Regions from separate parts of the Hordeum vulgare genome. Here region 2 is linked to region 1. The links are chromatin contacts, called in public Hi-C maps. All regions are on one chromosome and are shown on one strand. The core of a region is the stretch at or near the end of the contact, and the rest is flanking DNA. Distances in the headings are between cores, read along the strand shown. Region 1 holds the start of LOC123405972 (small nuclear ribonucleoprotein SmD1a). Region 2 holds the start of LOC123401878.

Region 1 (6,525 bases), core at 2,562-5,061:
GATTATTGACTCTAGTGCAAGTGGGAGACTGTTGGAATTATGCCCTAGAGGCAATAATAAATGCATAGTTATTATTATAATTCCTGTATCAAGATAATAGTTTATTATCCATGCTATAATTGTATTGAATGAAGACTCATTTACATGTGTGGATACATAGACAAAACACCGTCCCTAGCATGCCTCTAGTTGGCTAGCCAGTTGATCGATGATAGTCAGTGTCTTCTGATTATGAACAAGGTGTTGTTGCTTGATAACTGGATCACGTCATTAGGAGAATCACGTGATGGACTAGACCCAAACTAATAGACGTAGCATGTTGATCGTGTCATTTTGTTGCTACTGTTTTCTGCGTGTCAAGTATTTATTCCTATGACCATGAGATCATATAACTCACTGACACCGGAGGAATGCTTTGTGTGTATCAAACGTCGCAACGTAACTGGGTGACTATAAAGATGCTCTACAGGTATCTCCGAAGGTGTTAGTTGAGTTAGTATGGATCAAGACTGGGATTTGTCACTCCGTGTGACGGAGAGGTATCTCGGGGCCCACTCGGTAATACAACATCACACACAAGCCTTGCAAGCAATGTAACTTAGTGTAAGTTGCGGGATCTTGTATTACGGAACGAGTAAAGAGACTTGCCGGTAAACGAGATTGAAATAGGTATGCGGATACTGACGATCGAATCCCGGGCAAGTAACATACCGAAGGACAAAGGGAATGACATACGGGATTATACGAATCCTTGGCACTGAGGTTCAAACGATAAGATCTTCGTAGAATATGTAGGATCCAATATGGGCATCCAGGTCCCGCTATTGGATATTGACCGAGGAGTCTCTCGGGTCATGTCTACATAGTTCTCGAACCCGCAGGGTCTGCACACTTAAGGTTCGACGTTGTTTTATGCGTATTTGAGTTATATGGTTGGTTACCGAATGTTGTTCGGAGTCCCGGATGAGATCACGGACGTCATGAGGGTTTCCGGAATAGTCCGGAAACGATGATTGATATATAGGATGACCTCATTTGATTACCGGAAGGTTTTCGGAGTTACCGGGAATGTACCGGGAATGACGAATGGGTTCCGGGAGTTCACCGGGGGGGGCAACCCACCCCGGGGAAGCCCATAGGCTTTGGGGAGACACACCAGCCCTTAGTGGGCTGGTGGGACAGCCCCAAGGGGGCCTATGCGCCAAGAGAAAGAAATCAAAGGAAAAGGAAAAAGAAAAAAAGAGGGAAGAAGTGGGAAGGGAGGGGGACTCCTCCCACCAAACCAAGTCCAACTCGGTTTGGGGGGGGGAGTCCTCCCCCCCTTGGCTCGGCCGACCCCTTGGGAGTCCCTTGGACCCCAAGGCAAGGTCCCCCTCCCTCCTCCTATATATATGGGGCTTTTAGGGCAGATTTGAGACGACTTTCTCACGGCTGCCCGACCACATACCTCCATAGTTTTTCCTCTAGATCGCGTTTCTGTGGAGCTCGGGCGGAGCCCTGCTGAGACGAGATCATCACCAACCTCCGGAGCGCCGTCACGCTGCCGGAGAACTCTTCTACCTCTCCGTCTCTCTTGCTGGATCAAGAAGGCCGAGATCATCGTCGAGCTGTACGTGTGCTGAACGCGGAGGTGCCGTCCGTTCGGTACTAGATCGTGGGACTGATCGCGGGATTGTTCGCGGGGCGGATCGAGGGACGTGAGGACGTTCCACTACATCAACCGCGTTCTCTAACGCTTCTGTTGTACGATCTACAAGGGTACGTAGATCGCTCATCCCCTCTCGTAGATGGACATCACCATGATAGGTCTTCGTGCGCGTAGGAAAATTTTTGTTTCCCATGCGACGTTCCCCAACAGAGGCTACCGAGGTCGCACTCGACGGGGCACTCGCTCTTCGCGGCGGCGGCGGCGGCCGCCGAGCGGAGCGACCACGAGAGGTTCACGCTGCGGCTGCCGCACCACGTGAGGGAGCAGGTGCTCAGGTCGCGTCGCCTGCGCCACGCCACCAGCCTGATCGACCTCGCCGGAGCGAGCCCCGAAGGGAGCGTGCGCGCAGGCCGGCCCGCGCGCAGGGGAGGCAGCTTCGGCAACGCCGGCGGCGGGCGGCGGTGGCAGGCGTTCCTGGCGAGGACGATGTCGTGGGCCCGACGGGGAGGCGACGGGTCGGTGCGAAAGGGGTGGGACGGGTCCATGCGGAGGGGAAGGGACGATCCCTAGTCGAGCAAAAAGGGGGCTGCTTCACCGGCGGTGGTGCGGCCATGATGAACTCCACGCCGCCACCGGAACTGCGGCGCAGACCTTGACTGTAAAAAATGCGTGTAATTTGATTATTTTTTAGCTTGTGCGTCAGTTTTATATCTCTTGCAGATGAGAATGAGATGACATGCTGCTCTTTTTTGAAAACATCATTTTTTGTTTAGGTTTTTTTTCTTCGCGGGGTATTTTTTGTTTAGATTAGAAGAGCTTTTGTTAAGAGACGCTATTAGTGGGAAGAGCATTTGGCTAGCTGCGAGCGTGAGCGGTAAGGCAGAGCAAATTGCGCCGCTCGTGATTGATGCCTCTTCAATCATTACGGCCCGTCCGTCGTTCTTTGTGAGATTCCTGTTTTTGGTTGGGCGTCGGTCGATCTTCTCCTTTTCTTGTCTTTTGTATTCCACTGTCTCCCTCGTGATCGATTTAGTATACAAGTAAGAATTGAAAGGAAGATTCATTCATGTGTGAACAACTGGGAGGAGGTTCTTGCACTGCTTAAGAAATCAACGGATAAGTTTCGCGACACAAAAAAAAATTTGCAGCTCGATTTAGTATGTTGTGTGTGTTTCAATATTTTTGCAGCTATATATATATACTAAAATTTTAATATTAAAAGTAATTTATAAACTATTCGGTTAGTCGTGCGTTGCACGTGCATGCTAACTAGTATAGTAATATAGCAAAATCACTAGTTAAGCGGTACCTTTGCAAAGATCACTTCCACCTTTTTAGGTTATGACAAATAGCACCCTTGTCGCAACTAGTGAGTTTTCTCATTTTTCTTAGATTCATTTATTCAAAACGCCTTATCTCTTAAATCATGCGCTCAAATTTGGAACCGTTTCATCCTTGGATTTCTCGCCTCAAAATCTTCAAAACTAAGTCCCATGTTAATAGATTTCTATGAACTGTTTCTAACGAAAAAACCCAGAAAAATCAGAAGCAATAAAATCGAGCCGGAAGCACGACCCTCACCTTTTTTTCTGTCTCTCGTGAAAGTAAATATGTGCCTCCACGAGAGGCAAATGTGCCAGAAAAAAAATTGTTTTTTTTCCTTTTTTAAAAGACAATTTTTTATCATGAAAGCAAACACGTGCCTCTTGATAAAAAACATCTTATTCATTTTTCCAAGGCACTATTATGCCTCTCGCTAAAGCAAAAAATATATATATTCCTTTTCCAAGAAACACACCTAAATTTTGTGCATCCACATTAATAAATCTATGCCATCATGGGAGTAAAATGACGAATATGTGTATTCTTCTTTATCAGAGGCACACCTATATGCCTTTTACGAAAATAAATTTATGCCTCTTATGAAAAAAGAGAGTAAAAAATCAACTCATTTTTCTCTCAAAAACCTAGAAAATATTGGTAAACCAAAAAGCAAAAAGAGAACAATATCTAACATCTGAAAATAAGTAAAATAAATTTTAAAAAAAACGCCCAGCATGCGACACCTGACACCGGCTGAGCGTCGCTTGACGCGCTGGCAGCAAGTGACCTTTGAGGGCCCCGTAATGTAGGTCCTGGAGTTGTCCCAGAAGGTACCGAATCCGATAGCTCCGGCCCAGTTAAGCCCAGGTCGAAGTCTCGCCCAGATCGGGGGTTTATGTCTCCTTCCCCGCTGAGAAAAGAAGCAGCTCGTGGCAGCTCCCTGCAAAAACCCTAGCTTTACCTCCGCCACCAAGCGCCTCCACGATGAAGCTCGTCAGGTAACCAGTGCTCCTTGTTCGAGCTTTTTTCTCGGATTCGGTTTCTATTTCCCTGGAATTTACTGATTCGTCCGGTGCAATTTTTGCCCAAATTGGTGCGAATTTGGGTACCTGCAGATTCTTGATGAAGCTGAACAACGAAACGGTGACCATCGAGCTGAAGAATGGCACCACCGTCCACGGCACCATCATCGGTATGATGCGCTGCGATCTTGGAGAACAAGATTTTGTGTGTGCGTTGCCGTGTTGGCCGGGGTGGGGGGGAGGGGGCGTTCTTGACTGAGGTGGTGGGTTCTTCACTTTTTGGTTCGATGCATTTGGTGACGGCGCCAGCGAGGTGTCGCCTGTTTGTTATGGATTCTGTACAAGTCACTTGATTTTCTGTGCAACGCCTCTGTGTCATCATTCGAATCCATGGAGATAGCAGGGCTGTTTGTTGGTCTGCCATGTCAAACTAGTGTGCGATTGAGCCTTCCTTTTAATCGAATCCTGTAGCTGTATGTGTTTTTTTTGTTAAGCATTTTACGTGTTTCTCTTAATTTCGCATCTATTCGTAGTTTACTTACTCATGTTACTAGTAATAGAAGTAGGAAATTCTGATGGGAATTGTTTGATTAATTTCTCGCAGTATCCCGATTTCAGTAGGTAATGTTGCTTATGCCGTGGTAAACCCAACATAGATTGGATAACCGTTGAGAAACGAGAAGAGGTTGATGACCAGATGATTAGGTTACTGAATGTAGAAATCGAAATGTTAAGGAGAGTATCAAATGAAACCTAAAATGTACTCCCTCCGTTCACAAATATATGTTGTTCTAACTTTTTCCATGTTTTGACATTCGGAGGAATATGATGAACCTCACTCCGGAGGGAATATTTTCTTACTGAATTACTTTTTTCATGTTTTGAATCCCTGGTGGAATATATTAGGTTTTGCAGGAAAACTGTAGGTGGACAGTTTTCCATGCCTGAGTAAGCTTTAATCTTGTGTATTTGACATTCACTTTATAGAATTACTTATGTTAAATAAACTCAGCCTGTGCTAGCTGTACTTTCCTTCATGTTGCCACATTCTTGGTTCTGTAAATGTTTTCATGGTTGATTGTTTAGTCTTGTTGTCCACGTTCATTTAAAGTTACATACTCTTGAAGTTGAGACTGCAGCATATATAGGTTCCATAGTCCTTGTATACGCCTGTCTAATGGACATGATAAATCTGGTGACTGAGAGCATGTTAAATCATTTTATAGATTTAATTGTGTTTGTTAAGATATTAAGCTAATTAATTGAAATGTGTTCTGGAAATGTAGTTCTGTTGCAGTAAAAATGCTAAGAAAATAATGTTTCTGGTAGAAACTAGGGTTCTATCGGGTCTTGGCCGGAGGTTGTAGGGGAAGGAGGGAAGTTGGCGTGGTCGCCGGCGCGTGGGCGCCGTCTTGCACGGAGGAGGAGGAGGCTGCGATGGGAGCGGCGGTTAGGGTTAGGGCATCGGCTCCTAGTTGGAGCCGATCAAAATAGATTGATCTTTGCTTAATCTCAAAAGTGCTGATTACATGACTATATATAAGTTCCCTAGGCTATAATAAACTGGGCTAAGCCCCTAATATTATTAAGATAACCGGCCAGTTTGGCTAACTGGGCCTCTGGTCATAACATTTCTCCCCGCCTGCGCAAACAGCTCGTCCTCGAGCTGGACGTCTAGAAAATGTTGGCGGAACTCCTTGAGCTGCTCCCAAGGTGCCTCCGGAGGGTTGAGCTGGTCCGAAGTACGTCGTGCATCAAGGCCTGGAATGTCGCCGGCGCATTGGAGAGACCGAAAGGCATCACCAAAAACTCGAAGTGGTCGTGATGGTAGCGAGAACGCAAGTCGAGCGTAGGGAATAAGCGTGGGCCTGGCTGCTCTTCCCGGAGCTCCTCCACGACCGGTATAGGAAAATTGACCCTCGTCGTCGTGGCAGTGAGAGCACGGTAATCGAGGTAGAAACGCCACGAGCCCTCGGGCGGTAAAAGGTCGCCGTGTCGCTGCAGGAGATGAGCCAATAGGGGCGACTCGGAGGCTGCTATGGCGGTCGACAACTGAGAGGGAACTACTGGAGAAGTGCCACCCTCGCCCTTCCACTGCACCATGCGCCCTTGACGCCAGAAAGTCATGGTTAGTGCGTCGAAGTCCCAAAGGATGGGTCCGAGCGTCCGCAAGAAGTCGACGCCCAGGATGAAGTCGTAGTCGCCCAAGTGGATGCCGACGCACGTGATGGCGAAGGACTCGTCGTCGATGAGGATGGGAACCCGTTGCGCAATTCTGTGGCAGCGAAGACGGTCACCGTTAGCCACGGTAACTCGAAGCTGCTCGCCGCCCGTCGGCTGGAGGGCCAGGCGACACATAGTAGACGCGGGCTGGAAGTTGTGCGTAGAGCCCGTGTCCAGGAGAGCTAAGAGGCGCTCCCCATTAACCATCACTGGCAACAGCATCGTTGTTTCCGCTCGTATGCCGGCAAGGGCATGGAGGGAGACCACGAGAGCGGTGGTTGACGCCGGGGCCGCCGCCTCGGCAAGCTC
Region 2 (7,066 bases), core at 1,303-3,802, 170 kb before region 1:
TTTTTTTCTCCGAAGGTGTTATTTTATAGGACTGGAATTAGGATCAGATGAGCCACGTGAGCCCCATAAGCCATCCATAAATCCTTATAAATGTCGGAAAAAATTCACAAAGAGTATTGCCCGATTCCGAGAACTTCTATTGCTACACAAAAAATAACACCAAGGTAGTTCTGCTAAAAAACAACATCAGTCCGGGTTTGTTCCATTCAAATCATGCAAATCAGAGGTCAAAACCACAACAAAAGTGTTTGAAAAAGTAGATACAATGGAGACATATCAATGTTGGACAAGGAAGACATCATAATGGTTATGTTTGTTTCCATTCACATAGAAGTTATATTGTCATGGATCCTCTAACATGTGTTGCTTGCTTTAGATCCTTTGCTAGCCCCAAAATTCGCACTAAGTAGAGATACTACTTGTGCATCCATAACCCCGAAACCTAGTTTCTTGCCATGAGAATCCACCATACATACCTATGTATTGAATAAGATCCTTCAAGTAATTTGTGATCAATGCATAAACCAATAAAAATTACTCCTAAACATATATGATCTTTTATTGTAAGGGAAAATAAAAAGGCGTGTGACAACCTCTGCTTCCCTCTGCGAAGGGACTATCTTTTACTTTCATGTATTCACTTTTATCCAAGAGTCAAATAATGTTTATCACTATTTCTACCTATTAATTATCTAGTTGACAAACATCATGTGTTGGGAAAGGTCTATATCAGAATATATAAGGTAACACTGTTTTGATCATATATCAGAATAGTTATTCTGATCCCAATGGGCCCGTATATAGACGCGATGAGGTGTTTCTCGATCACCCGAAGTTCTCGAAAAAGAAAAAAACTTTACCTCGCTCCACGTCCACCTAAGAGCAACTCTAGCAGACCCCACATCCCGCCGGCCCGCAAAACGGGTTTGTAGTTCGCGCAAAACAGCTTTTGCGGGCTGGCTCAGGCTGGCACAGATGCAGACTCCCAAACGGATCCGTAAAAAAGTATATTCGTGGAGTATATTTTTTTTCGGCTCGGCTTTGCGGGGTCTGCTCTTTGCGCCGCTGCATCCCGCATATTATCAGCCCGCAACTATCAAATACAACATAATTCAACAATCGAAAACAAACTGAATTATTCGAATCAAACATAATACAATAATCATCTGCATTACAAATAATTATTCAAATAACCGTAGAAAACTTAAATAGTGCAATACAAAACTTGTCATGAATACAAATACAAATGAATACAAAAATAAGTCATTGTCCAGCCATTTGCCAATGGTGCTTAATGAGATCTTCCTGAAGTTGAAAGTGGGTGTCTGCATTTTCAATCTCCTTTGCCAATGGTGCTCAACGAGACTTGCCACAATACATTCCTTGCCAAGCCTTGGGGCAACTTTTCCAACTTCAATGCATACAATCAATGCTACCTAGCATGCCAGGCCAACCTTTCCTCTCATTAGATGCCATCAATTTATTTGTGTCATCTTCATTGGGTGCCCGAAGATACTCAGGACCGAAGACACGGATGATCACTTTCGCAAATCTACGCATAGAATCAATTGTGCTATCGTCACCAATGCGAAGATACTCATCGGCATAGTCAGCCGGAACGCCATATGCAATCACCCGCATAGCTGCGGAGATTTTTTGATATGCACTAAATCCCTTTAAGCCCGCGGCATTCCTTCTTTGAGTAAAATACCGGCAATTTGCCTCGCAAGCTTGAACAAGTTTCACAAAGAGGGATCGGCGTATTCGGTACCTTCTCCGGAAGAGGTGCGGAGGATATGTAGGATTCTCCGTGAAATAGTCTTGCATCAACATCTCGTTCCCAAGATGGCGATTCCGAGGAATGCACAAACGCCCGACAGTCGATCCTCGCCTCCTCTTCCGGTGCTCGTCTTCATGCTTCTTCACGACAAGCGCCATGAGTAATGCTTGTTGCCGAAAGTTCGCAAGCATGGTCTCAACATCCGAGTCGTCCGAATCGGACGAATCGGATAGTAAGAACTTCTCGCACGGGGCCAACTCCATCTTCTCGCACAGCTCGCAAAAATCACAAAAAATGAACTAACCGGTGGCGGGTGATCTCGGACGGCGACAAGGGGGTGCGCTCGACGATGGTCGATCCCCGGTGGCAGCGGCGGCAGGGGGGCTCTTCTCGCCGGATCCGGAGGGGCGGTGCAGCGGCTCGCCTACAGATATGGCCGGAATCGCCGGCGGCGGGCGGGCGGAAGCAAGGGCGGACGACGACGGAAGGAGGGGAAAAAGAGCGCGGGCTGAAATGTCCCTCCCGCCAATTGATTTTCTGTGATGCAGGGCACCGCAGCCGCAAGGGGGAAACCAGCGTTTTTCTGGATTGGTGTCGGGAATTTGCCGCGTCCCATAAAAATTTTTGCGGACCGGGACGAAATACGGGGTCTGGTTGAACAGGTTTTTCGGTCCGTACCCACATTTTGAGGGTTATTTTGCGGCTCGAGTATGCGGGATGGGCTAGATTTGCTCTAATCCACTCTCGGCGCTCACCTTATCCCGCATCCTGATCCTCCCCGAGCAACCTCCCGTCGCTGTCTCCCTGGCTTCGGCGGGCCTCCCGCCGCCGCCCCCTCGGCCCCTTCCCGCCGCCACCTACGCCGGCACCTAAGCACCTCCGCCGCCGACCATCCGTACCACGACGCGCCTCCGTCACCCCGGCTCCGACACACCTCCATCTGTCGTCGTTGCCCACCGGAAATCCGCGGCCGCCGCCACCGACAACCTCTTCCGCGGCCGCCCACCAGAAACACCAGGCACCTCCACATCCTACCGGATCCCACCGGATCCCACCGGCGAAGCTAGCCCCGACAAACTCCCGCGTTCCTCCTCTTGCCGCTGCCCTGGAGAGGACCCTCCCGAGCCTGCGTAATGGTGGAGCTCTCCTGTCCAAGTGGGTCTTATCCACGCATGCCCTTCTTCGTCACCCCGCTGGCCAGGATCCCCACCCCACGCTGTCCTGGCCGGCCACATCGACCTTCTCACGGGGGCCACCTTGACCTTCTCGAAGGAAGGTTCATCCATGGAGCGGCCGAGTCGTACCTGGCTCGCCACGCACCTCCGCCCTCTGTCACCAAATACACTGCCACCGCATGGAGCTTCCAGCACACCGCCTCGACCTACCTTTCCAGTGCCAAGCTTCCATTATGCGTCGTCGGCTACCACTCACGACAGTGTGGCTACTTCCCTCCCCGTTGTGATAGCAGCGAGCGGCCGCTCGTCCGTTCGTCTGCTCTTGGCTCGTTGTATTTGGAAAAGTTCAGATAAACTAACTGAACTCATGTGCTGCTTCGTCTAAAATACGATTTGTGCTACTGATTACTAAAAAGTTCAGCAAATGATTTCCCAACAATCAGAAGTTCAGGTCGCTATGTGTTGATAGTATGAGCCATTTTCAGATCAGGGATATGTTCAACAGTACTGAATTTTAGTCCAGGCTTTTGGGTTCTGCCCTTTCTGTGGCACCATTAATTTCCATATATATGTGGGCAAAAGTAGTATCTTCTTGCAAGTTCGGAAAGAATAAGAAATGGAGTTCAACGTGATCTAGGGGAAAATATATTTGAGTCCTAACAAAGTTCAGTGCAGTTTGAAAACAGAATGGTCGATAGGGAGGGCCTGTAAGCAACTGCCTTAACAGGCATGATAATTTGCATTGTACAAAAATACTTCTTGATTGTGCCACTGTAGAGTAGTTGCCACTGGATACCCATGGCCAATGGCGCTGGATAATTAGCGCTGAACGACTTGCAATCTAGAAGAAAGTTGCGCCCAGAGCCCGTGGAGATCTAGTATGTTGTGCACTTGGTCGTGATGTCTCCTGGAGCTTCAAATTTGTGACCCTGGTGCGTTTTCTTCTTTTTTTTGATGTGCATTTTGATGCATAATTTATCACTGGATGTCCATGGCGTGTGCACAGTATGTGTTTGTGCTAATTCCCGACAAGTTCCTTCATGTACTTCATGGTGATGGATAGAGAGGTCCACTATTCACTTATATAGAAGTTCAAATTTAAATTAAAACGGCTAAATGTTTATGAAAGCCACTTTAGTAACTCTTTATTAAAAGTGTATTAGCGTTGTACGTAGCACTGTAGCAGTAGCGGCATTTGTACGTGTGTGAAATGTGTACGGTAGTTGTGAATTGCATGCGGCCTCCTACACAATCAAATTGGTTCCCTGTACTTTTTTGGATGAATTTCGTGATGTAGTTGGCTTTGGAGTGCAGCAATGAGGTATGGATGCAGTTGGTGATGCAGCTATGGCTATTGTGTGTGATGCTGCTACTATGTCAACAAATAGAAGTTCAAATTTAAAAAGATAGTCCAGATTAGATATCCGGTTTTCCATGTTATTAAAAAGATAGAAGTTCACTACTTATTAAAAACGGATTTTCCATGTTTCCCCAATAAAAGGAATGGTCAGATATCTGGTTTCGTTTTTTTTCATTTTAAATGGCAAATTAAAAAATGTATCAAGAAAGCAAAAACAAAAGAAGGTCAAACTAAACTAACACAGAAGTACAATGTTTTAAACCTTTATGTTTCTAAAAAAATAGGAAGTTCAAAATAAAATAATGAACTTTAAAAAGTGGATTTTCCCTTTTCAAAAACAAAACCAAGAAGTTCAAATTAAAATAACACAAGGGTTTCATGTTCTTAAAAAAGATTTTTTCTTATATCTAGAAAGTAAAACCAAGAGTACAAAATTATCGGTATTTTTTCATTTCTACAAATAAATTAAAATTTAAAAAGAAAGTGGAGGAGGTCCAATGTTTATTACAAAACTAGGATATTTCAATGCTAAGAAAAATAAACCAAGAAGTTCAAATTACAAAAATAGAGAAGTTCGATATTTATAAAAAACTTAGATTTTCCTTATTACTAAAGAATAAAAATGAAGAAGTTCAAAAAATAAAGGAGTAGTTCGATGTGAACCGGAAACTCAAATTATTTTCGTTTCTAAGAAAAATAAAACTACAAGTTCAATTTTAAGAAATGGTTGGTGCTTCCTTAATAACATATTTACCTCCTAAGAATATGACTAAGAACTTCAAATTAAAATAATACAGAAGTTCGAAGCATGTAAAAACCTCAAAAAAAAGATCTTTACTAAAGAAAAAAATGAGAAGTTGAAATAAAAAAGGCCGAGAAGTCAAATTGAAATAACAGAGAAGTTCGAAGTATGTAAAAACTCAGATTTTTTTTTTTGCATTACTAAAGAGTAAAATGAAGAAGTTAAAATAAAAAATCTGAGAAGTTCAAATTAAACTCGGTAAATTCTTTACACGAAAAACATATCAATTTTATTTTCCCTATTTATAAAATAAATACATAGAAGTTCAAAATAAAAAAGCTCAAAAATTAAAATTAAAATAATGGAGTAGTTCGACGTGTATAGCACGATTTTTTCTCTTTGCTAAACTAGGAAAAAAGTGAGAGCTGCAAACAAAAACGTGAGAGAAGTTAATGTTGAAAACAGCAAGAAGTTCGAGTACTACAAGAAATGTGTTTCACGTGAGAATGAAAGAATAGAAAAATAAATGCTTAAAAGGTTTGTTGAAAGAAGTTCACCCCGAGGAAGTTCAAATATTATCGCGAGAGAGGTTCACCTTGTATTTCCATGTTTAAAAGCAAAAAAATGAAATTGTTTTTTGTGTTCTGAAATAACTCACTCAATCCACAAAGAAGTTTAGCTATTATCTGGGAGCAATTCGGTTTAAAAAAAGAAACTGAAAAAAATAATTATAAAAATAGAGAAAGTTCACGTACTACATGGTGTGTGTTTAATATGAGAAAATTGAATAAAAAGCCAAGGTCCAAATTTTTGTTGCTATAAGTTCAAGTCATTGGTGGGAGAAAGTTAATGAAATTATTGTGGAAGAGGTTTGTACAAAAGGAATAATAGAGTGAAGTTTAAGTAGACAAAGCTGGGAAGTTCTTCACGCGGTGCATTTCTGAAGAATTTGTTTCACGAAAAAGGCAGAACGCATGATCTCGCTATTTTCGAAATTGCTTGAGAACGGCTAGGAATCAGAGAAAACCATCTACATGAAAAAGTCTTGCATTTCCGTAGCTTTTGAACAGTTTATAATTTACCCCATTCTGATAAAGTTTGTAAAAACTACGACCAAAAAATGTTTTTATCCATTTTTAAAACTGATTTAAAACCGTAATGAATTGAAAAAAAATCTACATATAGAAGTGTCGCATTTGTTCAAGCTTTCGAACCACATATAATTTGCTCCATTCCGAGAAATCGTTGAGCAATTAACACGAAAAGCAATTAACACGAAAATACGAACTCGGGACAACTTGTGTCGTATTCTAAGTTACTTTTAAACTGTTCATAGTTAGAAGAAACTTTTTATATGAAAAACTACGTATTTCCAGAATCTTTCCAACGACATATCATTTGCGTCGATCGGACTAGCCATTTTCAAATTAACGCCGAAATATGAACCCAGCTGTTCGGTATCAGAAATTCCGCCATTTTTAAATTTTCTCTTTAACCGTATGGAATTTGGAAAAACTTTCAACGTGTGAAATGAGGGGATTTGCAGCAGCTATTCAACACCATCTCATTTTCCTCATTCTGACAAATGATTTAAAAATAGGATCAAAAATACGATTCACGTTTTTTGTATGAACAAAAACGATTTTCAAAACTGCTCTTAAACCATGAACATTTTGACAAACATTCAACCTAGGTTGTTACCAGGGCGTCCGTAGCTTTCAAACGGTGTACCGCAAGCCCAATTTGGAGAATATTACCAGTGTGAGTGGATGGAGTGTTACGAGCAAAAAACAACACGTGGAAAACCGAAGTTAAAGTGGGCATGGTGAGAAGGTCAAGTTCTTCACATGGTGCACTTTTTAAGGATGTGTTTCACGAAAAAAGGCACAACGCATGATCTCGCTGTTTTCGAGATTGCTTAGAAATGGCTAGGAATCCCATAAAACTATCTACATGAAAAAGTTTCGCATTTTCCATAGCTTTTGAACTGTATATTATTTGCCACATTT

The links. A called contact is a pair of places that touch in the nucleus more often than the background predicts.
Region 2: a Hi-C map of seedling shows a contact between it and region 1, with 2.5 times the contacts expected there. The contact joins the promoter of LOC123401878 here to the promoter of LOC123405972 in region 1. A contact is called at or near these places in 2 of 6 Hi-C or Micro-C datasets (leaf and seedling) and 1 of 1 datasets of contacts at active chromatin or transcription factors (embryo).

What each region holds. Positions count from the first base shown.
Region 1 is chr6H:310,500,617-310,507,141 of MorexV3_pseudomolecules_assembly, reverse strand. LOC123405972 (small nuclear ribonucleoprotein SmD1a) reads left to right here and starts at 3,811. Exons shown (of 4, transcript XM_045099480.1): 1 at 3,811-3,969; 2 at 4,087-4,163. The coding sequence starts at 3,956.
Region 2 is chr6H:310,668,658-310,675,723 of MorexV3_pseudomolecules_assembly, reverse strand. LOC123401878 reads left to right here and starts at 2,552. Exons shown (of 1, transcript XM_045095733.1): 1 at 2,552-3,599. The coding sequence starts at 2,914. The coding sequence ends at 3,309.